Linked DNA regions of Xenopus laevis: region 2 is linked to region 1. Evidence: chromatin contacts called from public Hi-C data. All regions are on one chromosome and are shown on one strand. Each heading gives the region's core, a stretch centred on a gene start, on an enhancer-like site or on the middle of the called end of the contact. The rest is flanking DNA. Distances are from core to core; before and after follow the strand shown. Region 1 overlaps adcy9.L (adenylate cyclase 9 L homeolog). Region 2 holds the start of adcy9.L (adenylate cyclase 9 L homeolog).

Region 1 (7,915 bases), core at 2,978-5,477:
CAGTTAGGGACCGTCTAAAAATTCCTATCCACAGCAGTAAATGAAGGGAGAATTTCACTGCATACAGTCAGGTTTCTTATAAAAACGGTACACATTTTTAAATCATAATATATTGGAGATAGGTTTCTTTTTCATTAAAGAAAGTAAAAGTGGTATTTTATTTTTTTGCCATTACATGCCCTTTAAAGAGGTTGTTCACCTTTGAGATAACTTTTAGTATAAAGAGTGATATTCTGAGACAATTGCAAATGGTTTTCATCTTTTATTATTTGTGATTTAGCTTTTTATTCAGCAGCTCTTCAATTTGCATCTTCAACAATCTGGTAACCATGTATTGTTTTGAATAAGAGACTGGAATATGAATAGGAGAGGGGCTGAATAGAAGGATCAGTAATAAAAAGTAACAATAACAATACATTTGTAGCTTTACAGAGCATTTGTTTTTTAGAAGGGAGTCAGCGACGCCCATTTGAAAGCTGCAAAGAGTCAGAAGAAAAAGGCAAATAACTATAAAACTAAAAAATAAATAATGAAAACCAATTGAAAAGTTGCTGTAACATAATATGTATATTTTATAGAAAGACATTCAATTGGCCTTCATTATTTCTATAGTTTTTTTTTCTTTTAAATTATTTGCTTTTTTCATCAGACTCTTTCCAGTTTTCGAATGGGGGTCACTGACCCCATGTAAAAAGACCAATGCCCTGTAAGGCTACACATGTATTGTTATTGTTACTATTTCTAGTCTGGCTCTCTTGCTTTTCTTACCAAAAGCAGCCGTGTGCCTGCACCGAGCTGACGCAATGGTTCCAGGTGTAGGCAGGAGAGGAGGCTGATGCCTAAATAGGGGCTAATATTTGGCCTGCCTGTTTCAGCGGGCGGATTTTAGCCCCCGTGTGTGACACTAGCCTTTGAAACAGTCTAGCAGCTGATTAAGAGGTTTGAGAAGAATCATGCAAGGTTGGCTTCTGCTACATTGTTTCTACAGACAGAAAGTGTGCTTTCAGCGTTTCATTGGGCAAAGTTTAATATTTGGGGTTGTATCCCCTTTAAAAGGGGTGGTTCGCCTTTATATTTAACTTTTAGTATGTTATAGAATGGTAAGTTCTAAGCAACTTTTCAATTGGCCTTTGTTATTATTTTTTGTATAGTTTTCTTAATTATTTGCCTTTATTCTTCTGACTCTTCCCAGCTTTCAAATGGGAGTCCCTGACCCCATCTAAAAACAAATGCTCTGTAAGGCTACAACTGTATTGTTATTGTTACTTTTTATTAGTGATGGGCGAATTTATTCGCCAGGTGCGAATTCGCAGAAAATTCCCACAATTTGCTGCCGGTGAATAAATTAGCAAATTGCCACAAAAATTGCTGGCAAAAATTTGGCAGCGTCCAAAAAAAATGGACCCCGGGGTCGGTTTTTTTGGACGCTGGCGCATTTTTGCCGTTACAAATGAGACCCTGGCGTCGTTAGCAAATTTTTCAAAATTTTTTCTATTCAGGCTTCTCCTATTCATATTCCAGTCTCTTTATTCAAATCAATACATGGTTGCTAGGGTAATTTGGGTCCTTGCAACCAGATTGCTGAAATTGCTTCTGCTGTATAAAAAACTAAATAACTAAAAAAACAAAAATAATAAAAAATGAAAACCAATTGCAAATTGTCTCAGAATATCACTCTCTACATCATACTAATAGTTAATTTAAAGGTGAACAACCACTTTAAAAACAGGAACCCCATGAATTTCTGCCTTATGCATTTCATACCTTCTGGTACTTATTTTTAGGGAAAAGGGACCCACTGATTTCAGCAGTTCCAAACGCTGTTAACCCTTCCCTTCAATTGATTAAAACCAATAAGAACAAAATCAATGTAAACATCATGCTGGATAGAAGATACATTTCACAGGCCAGAAGTATACATGCAAATCTGCACAACTTAAAGGAACAGTTCGGTGTACACGTAAAAACTGGGTAAATAGATAGTATGTGCAAAATAAAAAATGTATCTAATATAGTTTGTTAGCCAAAAATATCATGTATAAAGGCTGGAGTGACTGGATGTCTAACATAATAGCCAGGACACTACTTCCTGCTTTTCAGCTCTCTAACTCTGAGTTAGTCAGCGACTTGAAGGGGGGCCACGTGGTACATAACTGTTCAGTGAGTTTGCAATTGATACAATTGATTCAGCTCAGATTCAAAAGCAACATGTGGCCCATGTGGGCCCCCCTCAAGTCTCTGATTGGTTACTGCCTGGTAAACAGGGTAACCAGTCAGTGTAAACCATGAGAGCTGAAAAGCAGGAAGTAGTGTCCTGGCTATTATGTTAGACATCCAGTCACTCCAGCCTTTATACATTACATTTTTGGCTAACTAACTATATTGAAACATTTTTTATTTTGCACAGCCTATCTATTTACCCAGTTTTTATTTTCACACTGAACAATTCCTTTAATACATATAGCTTACCAACAATATAAAGTTACTAAAACGGACATGTCCTAGTGAAGTGCGGGTCTGGATTTTCTTGACCTGCAACTGCCGCCTCCCCTCTAGTTCTAGGCCTGCCCTGCCCCACAATGATGTCACAAAAGGGGCGTGGCAAGTGTGTCTATAAAAACAGATGCCGGAAGCAGGAAGCCGGCAGTGTGCGGTCAAGGGCAGGGAGAACAGGCAGAAAAGCTTAACCCGAATCTGCCCGCAACCCGCAAAGGAAGTGCTGAAGTCGGTCTAAACCCGCCTGACCCGCGGGTAAACATCACTACCACGTGCACTTAAATATATCACATACATACAGATTACAATTAAAAGCTAAATAACTCAAAAAACACATAATTAAAAATGAAAACCAATTGCAATTTGTCTCAGAATATCACTCTCTACTTCATACTAGATGCCCTTTAAAAGGCATGTAAAGGCAAAAAAATAAAATCCCATTTTTACTTTCTTTAATGAAAAAGAAACCTATCTCCAATAAACTTTAATTTAAAAATGTTTACCTTTTTTATAAGAAACCTGACTGTATGCAGTGAGATATGTCCCAAGGCTCATCTTCAGTAAAAATAAATATTTATTATTTACATTTTTAAAAAATATTATGATACATACTGACCCCACATGGCCCACCTTACGCGTTTCGCACCCTCCAGCGCTTAGTCATCTATGACTAAGTGCCGGAGGGTGCGAAACCATTTTTAAAAATGTGAACAATAAATATTTATTTTTACTGAAGATGAGCCTTGGGACATTTATCTTTTTGATATCAATTTTTGTGGGTTGATTGCCTTTTGAACCGGGGCATGTCCCTCTGGCTCTGCCTTAGGCTACTGGACTCCTGATTATGAAATACTGTATGCAGTGAGATTCTCCATTCATTTACTGCTGTGGATAGGAATTGTCACAGTCCCTAACTGCTCTGCAGAGAAACAATCATACTTATGAACAGCAGGGGGAGCCCCCACCTTACTTCCCAGCCATGCAAAAATCAAGCGGCTTTGTTTGTTTCCCTGTAGAGCAGTCGGCAACTATTTAGAGATTTGTATTGGATTTTATTTTTGCCTTTACATTCCCTTTACTGTTTTCAACTCCAGATGCAGGGACAAAGATCATGGAGCCAGATTTAAACAGATAAACTGGGATTCTATTTGGAGGATTATTTTGCTGCAGCCACTGGTTCTGCAGAGTTGGAGAAAGTTTGTATTAAACAATACAAAAACGATAAAATCCACATTAGATTACATGACAACACAGGACCCAGTGCAGTCTGCATATTCTGATTATTAATCAGTTTTGCTGTATTGGCTTCTGGCAGATATTATTTGACTTGTGCTGTTTTGATAATTTATGACGATCCCTAAGCAGCTCAGACTATACTGAGCATGTGCACAGTCTTGGTCTTGCAAAGATGTTTAACAATGTTACAAGATGGTGACCACCTGTGGCCAACTTTGAAAGCATAAATCATTTGTTTGATTAGGCTACTGTTGCAGTAAGTTCATGTTTACAAAATACAGGATTTCGAGACTTTACTGGACAGGCAGACATAAAGACGTGGCCCTCTTGCTCACCTTGAGTGTCTCTGGCTGAGTGCAGTTAGTGTGACTGTCGCTGGTCTCGCTGATTGCCGCTTGGACGTGGGGGGCTAAGGAAGGGCTGCTGAGGTCGGTCCCCTCTTGCACCGGAATCAGGGTCTGGGAGCAGCTGCAGCTGGGCACACGAGTTCTGCGCCCGGAGATCAGGAATGTCTTTAATCCTGCGACACATGGCAAGAGAGAGAGAGAAAAGGTCATCAACAAAGCGGCTCCATTACCTTATCTGTCAGTAAAGGGGAACTGCACTTGTGATAATGCACCCGGGGGTGACCGGAAGCTTATCAATACTTCTCCTAGCACTGTCTGTTTTCTATGAGATTCCCATGATAAAAATCCACCATAGCAGGGATACTCATCCTGTCTTACATGCATTGAAGCTACCCAACACGTATTTGTTGCTGAACTACAACCCCCAGCAACCTGAAAAACATGAATCCCAGGACTTATGACACTTTGACAGGTATAGAGCTGCTTGCTGTTGATCCCTGCATGAGTCCGACTGTGCCGGAGAGATTTAGGAACAGTGTTTAGATGAATTTAAGGCTTTCCCCCAAGAGCTGTAGTAGAACTATATATAGATTTTAGGATTAGTGAGGATTCCCCTACAACTGGGGAATACTGCCAATGTGTTAGGTACACTAGGTATACATATTTTTTCTGTTTAACTCTGGTTAGTAGTGATGGGCAATAAATTCTCCTGCAAATATCCGCGTTTCGCCTACGGCGAATACATTTGTGAATCTCCCCCGAAAATTCGCCAGTGTCAATTTCTGATTTTCACGATTTTTTCATGAAAACGTTTGAATTGCTTGATTTTTTTGTGAAGGCTTTGGAATTGCTCGATTTTTTAGCGAAAACGTTCGAATTGCTAGATTTTTTCGTGAAAACTTTCGAATTGCTCAAGTTTTTTTGGGAAAATGTTCGAATTGTTCGATTTTTTTTGTAAAAGTTGCTCGATTTTATTGAAAACATTCGAATTGTTTGATTTTTCGTGAAAGCATTGGAATTGCTCGATTTTTTTGTGAAAACGTTGGAATTGCTCGATTTTTAAGTGATAACGTTCGAATTGCTCGATTGTTTTGTGAAAACACAATTTTTTTTCGTAAACTTTCAGATTTCACGGTTTTTCAAGAATTTTTTGCCGTTTTTTTGCGGGAAATTTGTGAATTTTACAGCGAAGCCAACTGGGAGAAATTCGCCCATCAATACTGGTTAGTTACCAATAGTATGTGATTGGATAATTATGACTAAGTGCGCTCTAGGCACAAAGTGCGTAAGGCTATTCCAATTTTGAGATGCTTTTTCCTTAAATAAATGATTTTTTTTATCTGCACCATTTTGAACATGTCGGTTCAGTTTGTGCCAGTCCATCTACATATCGTGTACAGACTTTGGAGCCTCCATTGAGCTGAAGGTGTGGGTCATGTTCACCCAGAACCCCCCAAATTTATTGGTGAGTTTATATAGTGAATAAAGTACCCCCTCTTGTAAAATATAAGGATATTATAAGTTACCGAGGAGTTTCATGACCAAATAAAAACACGAGGCCGAAGGCCGAGTGTTTTTATATAGGTCATGGAACTCCGAGGTAGCTTCTAATATCCTCATATTTTACAACTGGGGGTATTTTATTAATTATAATACACAAATTTTAGTGAGTCATGTGACAGAAATTACATCACTACTCACCGTTTATAACTGATGACATCACTACTCCCCGTTTATAAGGATATAATTTACAGGATATTCATGGCTTTTGTGTATTATAAATGGATAATATAGATCAGAATATTGGAAATAACATTATACGTGCATACAAATAAATCCCCAAGAATAGTGCCGGTTCAGATCACGAGCTGCTGCTGATTATTCTCTAGCCCTGGTGCTACAGGCAGTTACTGGTATCTGCAACATCCTCTAACTGAATTATCCAGCGAACAAACAAACAGCAAATGCATTTAGGGCTCAAATGGCGTGTGCACAAAAGAGCCTGCGGGGGGAAAGCAATAAACGAGCACAATCCTGAATATGAAATGAAGCCTTGCGACAGTAAACACAACTGGCAAAGGCATAAGTGATTATATTCCTCCATCACCAGCAGGTGGCAGCAGTCGCACAAACATAATAATAGACGCATTTGTGGGCAGAGCAAAAGATGGAATGGGGGTGGGGGGCACAATTTTAAAGATAAATTCAGTGTGTTTTTATTTTTGAAAGGGAAGCATCAATATTTCCAAATGCACTTTCTTGCTGTTCCTTTAAAAACCCATTTGTTTCACAACGGCTTGAATTTTAGTTCATAAGCCTGCAGGGCAATGAGTTTGCCCCCCCCCCCCCCGAACATTGGTTAAATGGGGGTCCTGCCATCTGGTCGCAATGATCACTTCTGCTTAGGGCATTCACCACAATACGGTTCAAATCAAATCTTCTTTTGTGTGGAATGGCAAACGCAGATGGACAAGTTGGAGTTTTGCACTGAATGCAGCTTGAAGATGGTGGTTAGCACTGAATGCAGTGTGCATAGGGATGTTTGCACTGAATGCAGCTTGTAGGGGTAGGTTTGCACTGAATGCAGCTTGCAGAGGGATGTTTGCACTGAATGCAGTTTGCATAGGAGTGTTTGCACTGAATGTAGCTTGTAGGGGTAGGTTTGCACTGATGCAGTTTGCACTGAATGCAGCTTGCAGAGGGATGCTTGCACTGAATGCAGTTTGTAGGGGAATGTTTGCACTCAATACAGCTTGCAGAGTGATATTTGCACTGTTGCAAATAGTAGGTTTGCATTGAACAGTTTGCAGGGGAATTTTTTTTTATGGATTGGAAAGTTGCACAAATTAAAAATTAGCAGAGGATAGTTGCATTGAACCTGGTTGCAGAAGAATGTTATATGCAATTTGCACAGAGGAAAGTGTTGAGGAATGAACAAAAGGCACGTTGCAGGTGAAGGGGTGGCTATAAAAGGCTGGCCAGGCTTGGCACACTTAGCAGAGGCCTCACTGCACAGAACACACAAGAATCGTCATAACACACAAGAGTTTGCATCAGGGAAGAGAGGAATTTGCACTACAAACAGATGAGTTGCCTGTGATGTGCCTCTTATCTGCTGTGTAGTGACTGCTTTGCATGGGCTCACTTATCTCCATGGCCCAGTGCCCTGCACACACACTTACACACACACACACACACACACACTTACTTACACACACTTACACGCACACACTTACACACACACACACACACACACTTACTTTGCATGGGCTCACGTTCTCTGATCCTGATCTGTCCACCCTTGTACTGGGCAAAATGAGGCCGATATGTTTATTTGGCTCCCAAACTAATGACTTAATCAGAATGGAGGCCTATGGAGAACTGCATCAATGCCCTTATGCGGTTTTTCATCCGAAGGGATTTCTAAACTCCCTGATAAATAGCTGGCTGATTCCGGATTGGCCCATAAACTGTTGACTCATACTGGAGGGCCGTTTAGAGGCAAATTTTTACAAATGGAAATATTCTTCTCAGTGCATCTCATGAAGTCTAATGTGGTATTGGTCCGAGGAGATCTCAGCAGCTTCCAGCATACAGTAGGTGTCCAGAGAAACCAGGAGGATCACTGTGGGGTTCTGGTTTTTATTGTGACGGGACCCAATGGACTGTTCGATGTGGACCGCCAATAGCACTATGTATATATGTACTTTTTAATTTTTTTCTAAAACAAACAGGGAGAATAGGAAGGCGTATCATTACCTAAAAGAAGGTTCCACTGCGCTGAACCTGGAATGTAAGTTCTATGGGGCAGGGTACAATTAGATTCACTGGAAGAG
Region 2 (7,915 bases), core at 2,273-4,772, 59 kb after region 1:
GAAAAGTCGCACGAAAATTAGTTATATTAGTTTTGTACGATTTTGGGACTATGTGTGGATCGTCTGGACATTTTTCGGACCATGGCGATTGGTCGTTTAGTTGATCGGCTGTCAGCTAACGATAATATCTCTGCATGTATTGCCTATCTGATGATTTCAGTGACTGTCACTAATATTTGTCGGACATAACTTTTATATGATTGTTGTCATAGCTAGAACATTGTCTGATTTGTTTTTTTTACTACTTTATTTAATCTGAATGGTTAGTTGCAGGTCGAAAGATTGTGACATACGATCGTTCGTCTGATATGATGCTAAAATCTGCAGGTCTATGGCCAGCTTAAATCAGTTTAACTCAGCATCGCTGTACTACAACCAAGTACGTGTATTGGATATGTTATGAAGTAAACCCAATATCCAGAACGTTCAGATTACAGGAAGGTCATCTCCCATCTCCCAATCAAATATTTAAAAATAATTTCCTTTTTAATATAATATAGAAATTTGTATATGATCCTAACCAATATGCAAAAATCCACAGTGTAATCAAAACAATCCTATTGGGTTTATTTAATGTTTAAATGTTTTTTTGTAGACTTAAAGTAATGTAATTCCAGTTCCTATGCATTCTGGATAATAGTTCCCATACCTATACGAATAAATATAGATTAATCGCTGTCATGGCCGGAAGACGGATATTATGTAAAAAATCGGTATCAGTAATAAAATTATGATTGAATGAAGTTAGTGGTTTCAGTTTGCTAGCATCTGTATTTTTCAGAACACTGTTTGATATGCCTATATCAAGCTTTTAACATCAGGTCCATAGGATGCAAGTTCATCTTTACACTATATGGAAAATGAGAAATGAAGGCGTATGTGGGACATAACAAAGCATCTATGCATGTAACCTTAGACAGATGAGGTTTGCATTGTAGACCAATTACCCCAATTACGCAATCAGGTTGCAAAGTGACACCTTCTTCATGTGCCTTGACTGCTTTGATTAGTGCAGCCATTTCTACTGCTTTTAAACACCATGTCACAAAGAAAAAAAGGATAATTTTTTTTAAGTACTAGATGCAATCTAGTACTTAAGTACACCCAAGCACTCCCAAAACACTTTGTTGACTGACAACTCACTGAAAGTACCTGGATGTGTAAATGGGCAGTAAACTACAGCTTTAACTCTACCCTTCAATTATATGTTTTTTTTTCTAATTAGTAGAACTTCTTAGTAATTTATCAGCCTCCACACAATAGAAGTAAAGGTGACACTTTGTTAATGTGCTTATGAAAATGACATAGCTGTGAAAATGATTTGCAGTCAATATGAAGAAATCAGCATTACTAAAAAGATAGCAAATCTTCCATTTTGAATAAAAAAAAACCAAAGGTCTTTACCTTTTAGCTGATCAGCTGCCACAATCTGTCCTAAACGTTCGACCACCATACTGTCCTCCATTAAGTAGCGATCATCCAGGTATCTAGCAGTTTTCTCAGAAATATGCACTTTGCCAGCAACTCCAAGCTGTTCCATCAGGTTAGCCAGGTTGACATCATTTGACCATACATCGAACTTGAACCTTCTCATTCCAAGGATACCACAAAGAACCGTACCAGTGTGTACACCAACACGCATGTTAACCATCTCCTTCTTTTCCTGGCAAAATTGGTCAATTGCCTCGATCATACCAAGCCCCATCTCAATGCAGCAATAAGCATGGTCTGGTCTTGGCTCAGGGCACCCTGCCACACAATAATAGCAATCGCCAAGAGTGCTAATTTTTTCACATTTTGTCTCCTCGCACAGGCGGTCAAAGCGACCAAAAAGGTCATTGAGGAGTCCTACTAAGGCATGAGCTGACTTGTTAGCACTCATCTTGGTAAATCCAACAATGTCTGCAAAAAGAATGCTCACCTGCTCAATCCTCTGCATCTTGAAAGGTCTAAAGATTATAGGTGTTTTCTGAATAGAGGACTTCTTTTTGCGGCTTTTAGGGCTGGAGGCTGAGTGGCGCTTCACAGAGTTTTCACTTTCATCATCTCCCTGTTTCATTAAGTCATCTGCAATGATTCTTGGCATAACTGAATGAATCATTCTCTCTTTAAGTGCTTTCTCCACTTCCAAGTCCTTGCCATGCATAATGGACTGGCCAACTTTTAAGAAGGTGCTACGAGATCGGACCTCAGACATTATGAAAAGATGAACACCTATAGCATGAATGCAAACATGCAACAGTGCCTTGCTGAGAAGCTCCCAGTGGGCCATCCTACCCACTAACAGAACAAAACAGCTTTCATCTCTAAAGTGATATCCAAATGTTTCAAACAGAATTGAGTAAGCAACACCAAGGCAGGCACTGAGGTACAGAGGCAAGTGCATGACTGTGTAGAGGAGAAGCAGGACTTCCACACATATGGAGAAACTGCCCACCTGAGAGAGGCAAGAGGATGAACCTGTTGCTGAAAAGGATGTAAGGTTTGAGAGACTGTCACTCCCTAATCCAGGGTTTAGCACTTGGAACTGAGAAGCCAAAGTCAGCGCAAAAACCAGCAGAGTAACAAGCAAGGAGATTGCTGTGCAATGGCGGGCATAAGACTTTGTAAAGGTGAAGAAAAAGAATCCTAGGCACACTATAAGGAAGCACAGGGTAGGTACCAAGTGACTAACAAGCTTGGTCTTCATGTGGACACTAAAGTAGATGCTCCACAGCAGCCCTGCTACAGAGAGGTACATGAGAGCATAACGGAACCTGCGCTGGGTCTGAGGGAAGCACCTTTCCACACAGGCTTCCTCTAGGTTATTGGAATCAAATTTAGGGTTCCACCAGTTTGATGTGGACCTCTCAAACAACTGAGGGAGCTTTTTTTGCCTTCGGGCACCCCCAGAGCCTCCAGTCTTTTTAACTCCAGACTCTCCTGAACTGCAGCTGGATGAAATACTGTACTTGCAACGTCTGGATGGCGCTTGGTGGTGCTGCCTATTGATTCTAACGGTCACGCTACTGCCGTCCCCGCTGCCATCACACCTAACCTCGGTATGATGCAGCAGCTGCTGGTTCACAGGGGAAGCCATGTTGTTGATATAGAGTTTGTCTGGGACTTTTCCCCCTACCAACTCCCCTCCACCACCTCTACTAACCCCTCCTGCTGTAAGCTTCAGACAAACAGAAGGGTTTTGACAGCTTCTAGCTTGCCCAAGACTCCAGTCACTTGTATCTCCATGCAAAGTAGTCTGTGCATTCGCTGTGCCCTGGCAGCTTCATGCAGCAACAAGGCACAATCTCCAATGTCTTCAGACTCAGGCAGACCCTTCCAGGATAAGGCGATACAGTGCATACATTTCTGTGTATGTACGTATCTATGCTTAACAGACCAGAGGCTTGTCAAACCCGCCGAGGATCATTTCCCCCCTCCTCCCCTCTGTAAATATTTAGGATCTGCTCAGTCAGAAATGCAAGCCCTGATATAGACAGATATATGTCATCCAAGGCAGGGGGCTCCATCTGTCTTTGGGGAAAGCATCCAAAATCCACTTCAGAATAATCCAATCAGGAGCTTCAGTGGTAGATAGTCCCTGTTTTTATTATAGGTGGGCTCCTTTGAAAATGCTTTAGCCCTTTTGAAAGTACTGCAGTTTCCAGTAGGGTGGTCTTCTTGGTGTGTGTCTGTTATGGGTGTCAATGGATTGCTGCCCCTTCCTTTTCACTGTCTCTTCTTCAGTGGGGTACAGCAGTGCATCTATGTCTGACGAGGGGAACACAGAGAAGAATCTGAGGCTCTTTTTCTGTCTCTTCAGCCATGAGGGGCCTCTGGCAACCGCACAGACAGGCCGCTCTCCCTTTCCTGACTGATTTTCCTATGCTGTGCCGACAAGGGAGGGAGGAGGAGTAGGAGGAGAGGAGACGGGAGGGGGCAGGCAGAGACAGGAGGGATGGGAAAAGGGGCTACACAGGAAAATAGACCGTTACACGTACGTGATTGTAGGGAAAAAAAAAACCCGAGAAGGGCAAATATAAAGTAAAAGAGTCCGACCTCCCCCCCCCCCTTTATTTCTACTTGGCGCACTCCGTGCCTTATATAAAGGAGTGCGGCTACATGTTTAATATCAGTTTTTTTAAGTAGTCGGCTGTTGCTGTTGCTCTGAGTGGGCAGGGCATGTCCCAGCACACTTATCTACAATTTCGCTGACATTTTCACAAACCCGCGGAGCCCATGGTGGCTCCCAGTGCAAAGGGTGGGTGTTAACTCTTCGTTGTCTAGAGAAAAAAAAAAAGGAGGCGGGCATTTTTGTGTGAGGTACAGTAATGGGGTTAATTGATGCCTCATTTATAGGTGCGTCAGTCAGAAAAGGGCGGCAACGTGTGAGTCGCAATCAAGCAAGACCTTGTTGGATGTAGAACTGCAGCTCTTTTCAACCTTGCTGACAGTTGCACTCACTTACTTTGATGGCTGTACATTTTCTCAAACACAGGAGTACGTTGATGAGGGAAATGTTATCAGGTCCTCCCTGTTAAATGGTATGGGGCACAGCAGGTCTGGACTGAGAATTAAAACAGGCCCTGGCATTTGAGGTTCACAGAGGCCCAATCAGCCCACACAGAGGCCCAAACTGCCCCCACCAGCCCACTAAATAGTGACTTTCTATGGGACCTTATAGCTAGGGGTTGTCAACTGGCCCGTAAAAATGATGCTTAATGCCAATGTTAATAGGAAAAATGGCAAGAATATAGGAAGGCCGGTATTTTTTTCCAGAAAAGGTGGCAACCCTACTTATAGCAGCCCCTCTGGCATTTGCCAGAACCCTGGCCTGGTGCACAGGCAAATTCCAGTCACGAGTAAACACAGGGTAGCCAAACACTGGTAAACAATATGTTTCCTGTTGGCAACATGTCATAACCTTTTTCTCTGATAATGTTGGGAATCCAGCCGCCATTGACTAATAACCTGGGCCTCCGTTGACGAACAGTAAAAACCCGGGTCTCCGTTGAATAGCAGTAATAACCTGCGCTGGTGCTCTCGTGGGTCAGTCATTTATCGGAAATTGCTAATCGCCTGACCCTTGTGTGTGCCGGCAGAGCCCAGGTAATCAGCTTATTAATAGGGCCAAAAACAATAGTCTCCATGCCCAATATATGTATCAGTGCAGTCACATATTTGATGGCTGTTGAGGGAAAGGTTATCAGGTTCTCGCTGTTTAATGGTATGGCGCACACGCAAATTCCAGTCACGAGTAAACACCTGGGCCTTGCCTGTACCCTTGCAGGTCAGTCAATTATTGGAAATTGCTAATCGCCTGATTCTTGTATGTACCGGCAGGGTCCAGGTAATCAACCTTAATTGGTGGAGGGACCAATGTCCTAAGGGAGGATTCTTGCCTTGTCCCTTTAAACTGTCTTTTCTTTGGCTATTCCTTGCAAGGCAACCACTCATAATTGAGTCATCAGTCAATTGGATTATTTATAGGGCCAAAACAATGGTCTCTGTGCCCAATATACGGATAGTGACGCAGTGTATCAGGTTGAGCTGGCCCCTAATCTCTGTCCAAATAGAGAAAGATCTACAAAATTCACAAATCTTGACATGTATGGCCAGCCTTAAACTACAAGATCTTTTTTTTTTAAACTTGTCGAGAGGGCCTTTACTTTTTGCCTATGGGTGAGTAGATTATATTGTTGTTGTTTGGCCTTTATGCCCTACAGAATTGCTGCCAAATCAAACACATAGGCTAGTTAGCTCATAATTGAGGCTGCACTGATGTCTCACTTGGAGTTATGGAGCCTCACCTGTTGGCTTGTAGTTGCCATCATTTGATACCTTTTTCACAAACGTATATTGAAATTGATCAGTCAGGGCCACGCTGTCACTGTGGGACCTCCACAGTTGCAGGAATTTCTCCCATTATTATAACCCTGTCGGATACACTACATTTTCAATAACTGCAGGTTACAGAATGAAGCACACACTGATAAATGTTTTCTGGCCATAAGATCATTGAAATTCTTGTGTGAAAAGCAGGAACGTTTCCAAGGACAATCATTTCCAGGGAGGACAGATTAAATACGAGGACTGGATTTGTGGAAAGCATGACTTTCAACTATGAATTAATTCCACGTCTTGCATGCCAAATTAGCAGTTAAATTGTGTGTTGTAAACTGCATTGCTTTCTCTGCAGCCAAGAAGAATGCTCTTTGAATTTACATCACTTATTGATTAGACTTTCAGCAGTTGAATTGTAAATATGCCTGTTAAATGGGGTAGATTCAGCAACCCTGTAGGCTGAAAGAGTGTGGTAGAGCACAATAACACACCACTATTTCCTTTATCTTCAATGGAGGATATTATCATTGGCTAAGTAATGGGGTGAGATGGTGCCTATAGTAGCAGGAGGGGTAATAGCCTATAGGAAGGGACAGTGGCTGTGGGATAGCAAGTATAGTAGGGAGATATGGTGCCTATAGTAACAGTGGGAGAATAGTCTCTGGGAAGGGAGTGTGACTGTTGGATAGCAGGTATAGAAGGAGAGATGGTGCTTATAGTAACAGTGGGATAATAGTCTCTGGGAAGGGAGTGTGATTGTGGGATAGTAGGTATAGTAGGGAGAGATGATGTCTATAGTAACAGTGGGATAATAGTCTCTGGGAAGGGAGTGTGACTGTGGGATAGCAGGTATAGTAGGGAGAGATGGTGCCTATAGTAACAGTGGATAATAGTATCTGGGAAGGGAGTGTGACTGTGGGATAGCTGGTATAGTAAGGAGAGATGGTGCCTATAGTAGTAGTGGGATAATAGTCTCTGGGAAGGGAGTGTGACTGTGGGATAGCAGGTATAGTAGGGAGAGATGGTGCCTATAGTAACAGTGGGATAATAGTCTCTGGGAAGGGAGTGTGACTGTGGGATAGCAGGTATAGTAGGGAGAGATAGTGTCTATAGTAACAGTGGGATAATAGTCTCTGGGAAGTGAGTGTGACTGTGGGATAGCAGGTATAGTAGGGAGAGATGGTGTCTATAGTAACAGTGGGATAATAGTCTCTGGGAAGGGAGTGTGACTGTGGGATAGCAGGTATAGTAGGGAGAGATGGTGCCTATAGTAACAGTGGATAATAGTCTCTGGGAAGGGAGTGTGACTGTGGGATAGCAGGTATAGTAGGGAGAGATGGTGCCTATAGTAACAGTGGGATAATAGTCTCTGGGAAGGGAGTGTGACTGTGGGATAGCAGGTATAGTAGGGAGAGATGGTGCCTATAGTAACAGTGGGATAATAGTCTCTGGGAAGGGAGTGTGACTGTGGGATAGTAGGTATAGTAGGGAGAGATGGTGCCTATAGTAACAGTGGGATAATAGTCTCTGGGAAGGGAGTGTGATTGTGGGATAGCAGGTATAGTAGGGAGAGATGGTGCCTATAGTAACAGTGGGATAATAGTCTCTGGGAAGGGATTGTGGCTTTGGGACAGGCCCGGACTGGCAATCTGTGGGTTCTGGCAAATGTCAGAGGGGCTGCAGTGAGGTCCCATAGACAGTCACTATTTAGTGGGCTGGTGGAGGACTGTTTGGGCCTCTGTGTACTTAGAATGCCAGAGCCTATTTTGACTCCCAGTCCAGACCTGCTGTGGGATAGCAGGGATAATAGTGTCTGTAAAGGGACTGTGGCTTTGGGATAGTAGGGCTTTGGGATAGTAGTAGTGTTCCATGACCACAGAACGGCATAAGGCCCAAACTCATAGAATTCCAAGGAGTTGTCTAAGATCCACATTATGTTTTATTAAAAAAAAAATCCCTGTCACATTTATCAGCAGAGGGAGACTGAGAAATTAATGGAAAACATGTGCGTAATACTGGAGCTAAACTTGTAGTGAGCTGCATTCCCCTGGATCATGTGTATTGTTTGGCATGGCTGCAACTCTGCACTTGG

Evidence for each region. Hi-C and Micro-C count contacts between places; a contact is called where the count stands out from the background.
Region 2: a contact with region 1 is called in a Hi-C map of the XL177 cell line, with 4 times the contacts expected there. The contact joins the promoter of adcy9.L here to the enhancer-like site in region 1. A contact is called at or near these places in 3 of 4 Hi-C or Micro-C datasets (the XL177 cell line, the XTC cell line and animal cap).

What each region holds. Positions count from the first base shown.
Region 1 is chr9_10L:116,745,129-116,753,043 of Xenopus_laevis_v10.1, forward strand. It overlaps adcy9.L (adenylate cyclase 9 L homeolog), which reads right to left. Exons shown (of 15, transcript NM_001085833.1): 3 at 4,068-4,252. Among protein-coding and RNA genes, the nearest start is that of crebbp.L, 52 kb to the left of the region's middle. Within about 2 kb of position 4,228, at least 1 of the 7 cell types and tissues checked has an H3K27ac peak or open chromatin away from gene starts, as enhancers often do.
Region 2 is chr9_10L:116,805,183-116,813,097 of Xenopus_laevis_v10.1, forward strand. It overlaps adcy9.L (adenylate cyclase 9 L homeolog), which reads right to left and starts at 3,523. Exons shown (of 15, transcript NM_001085833.1): 1 at 3,205-3,523; 2 at 1,405-3,202. The coding sequence starts at 3,228.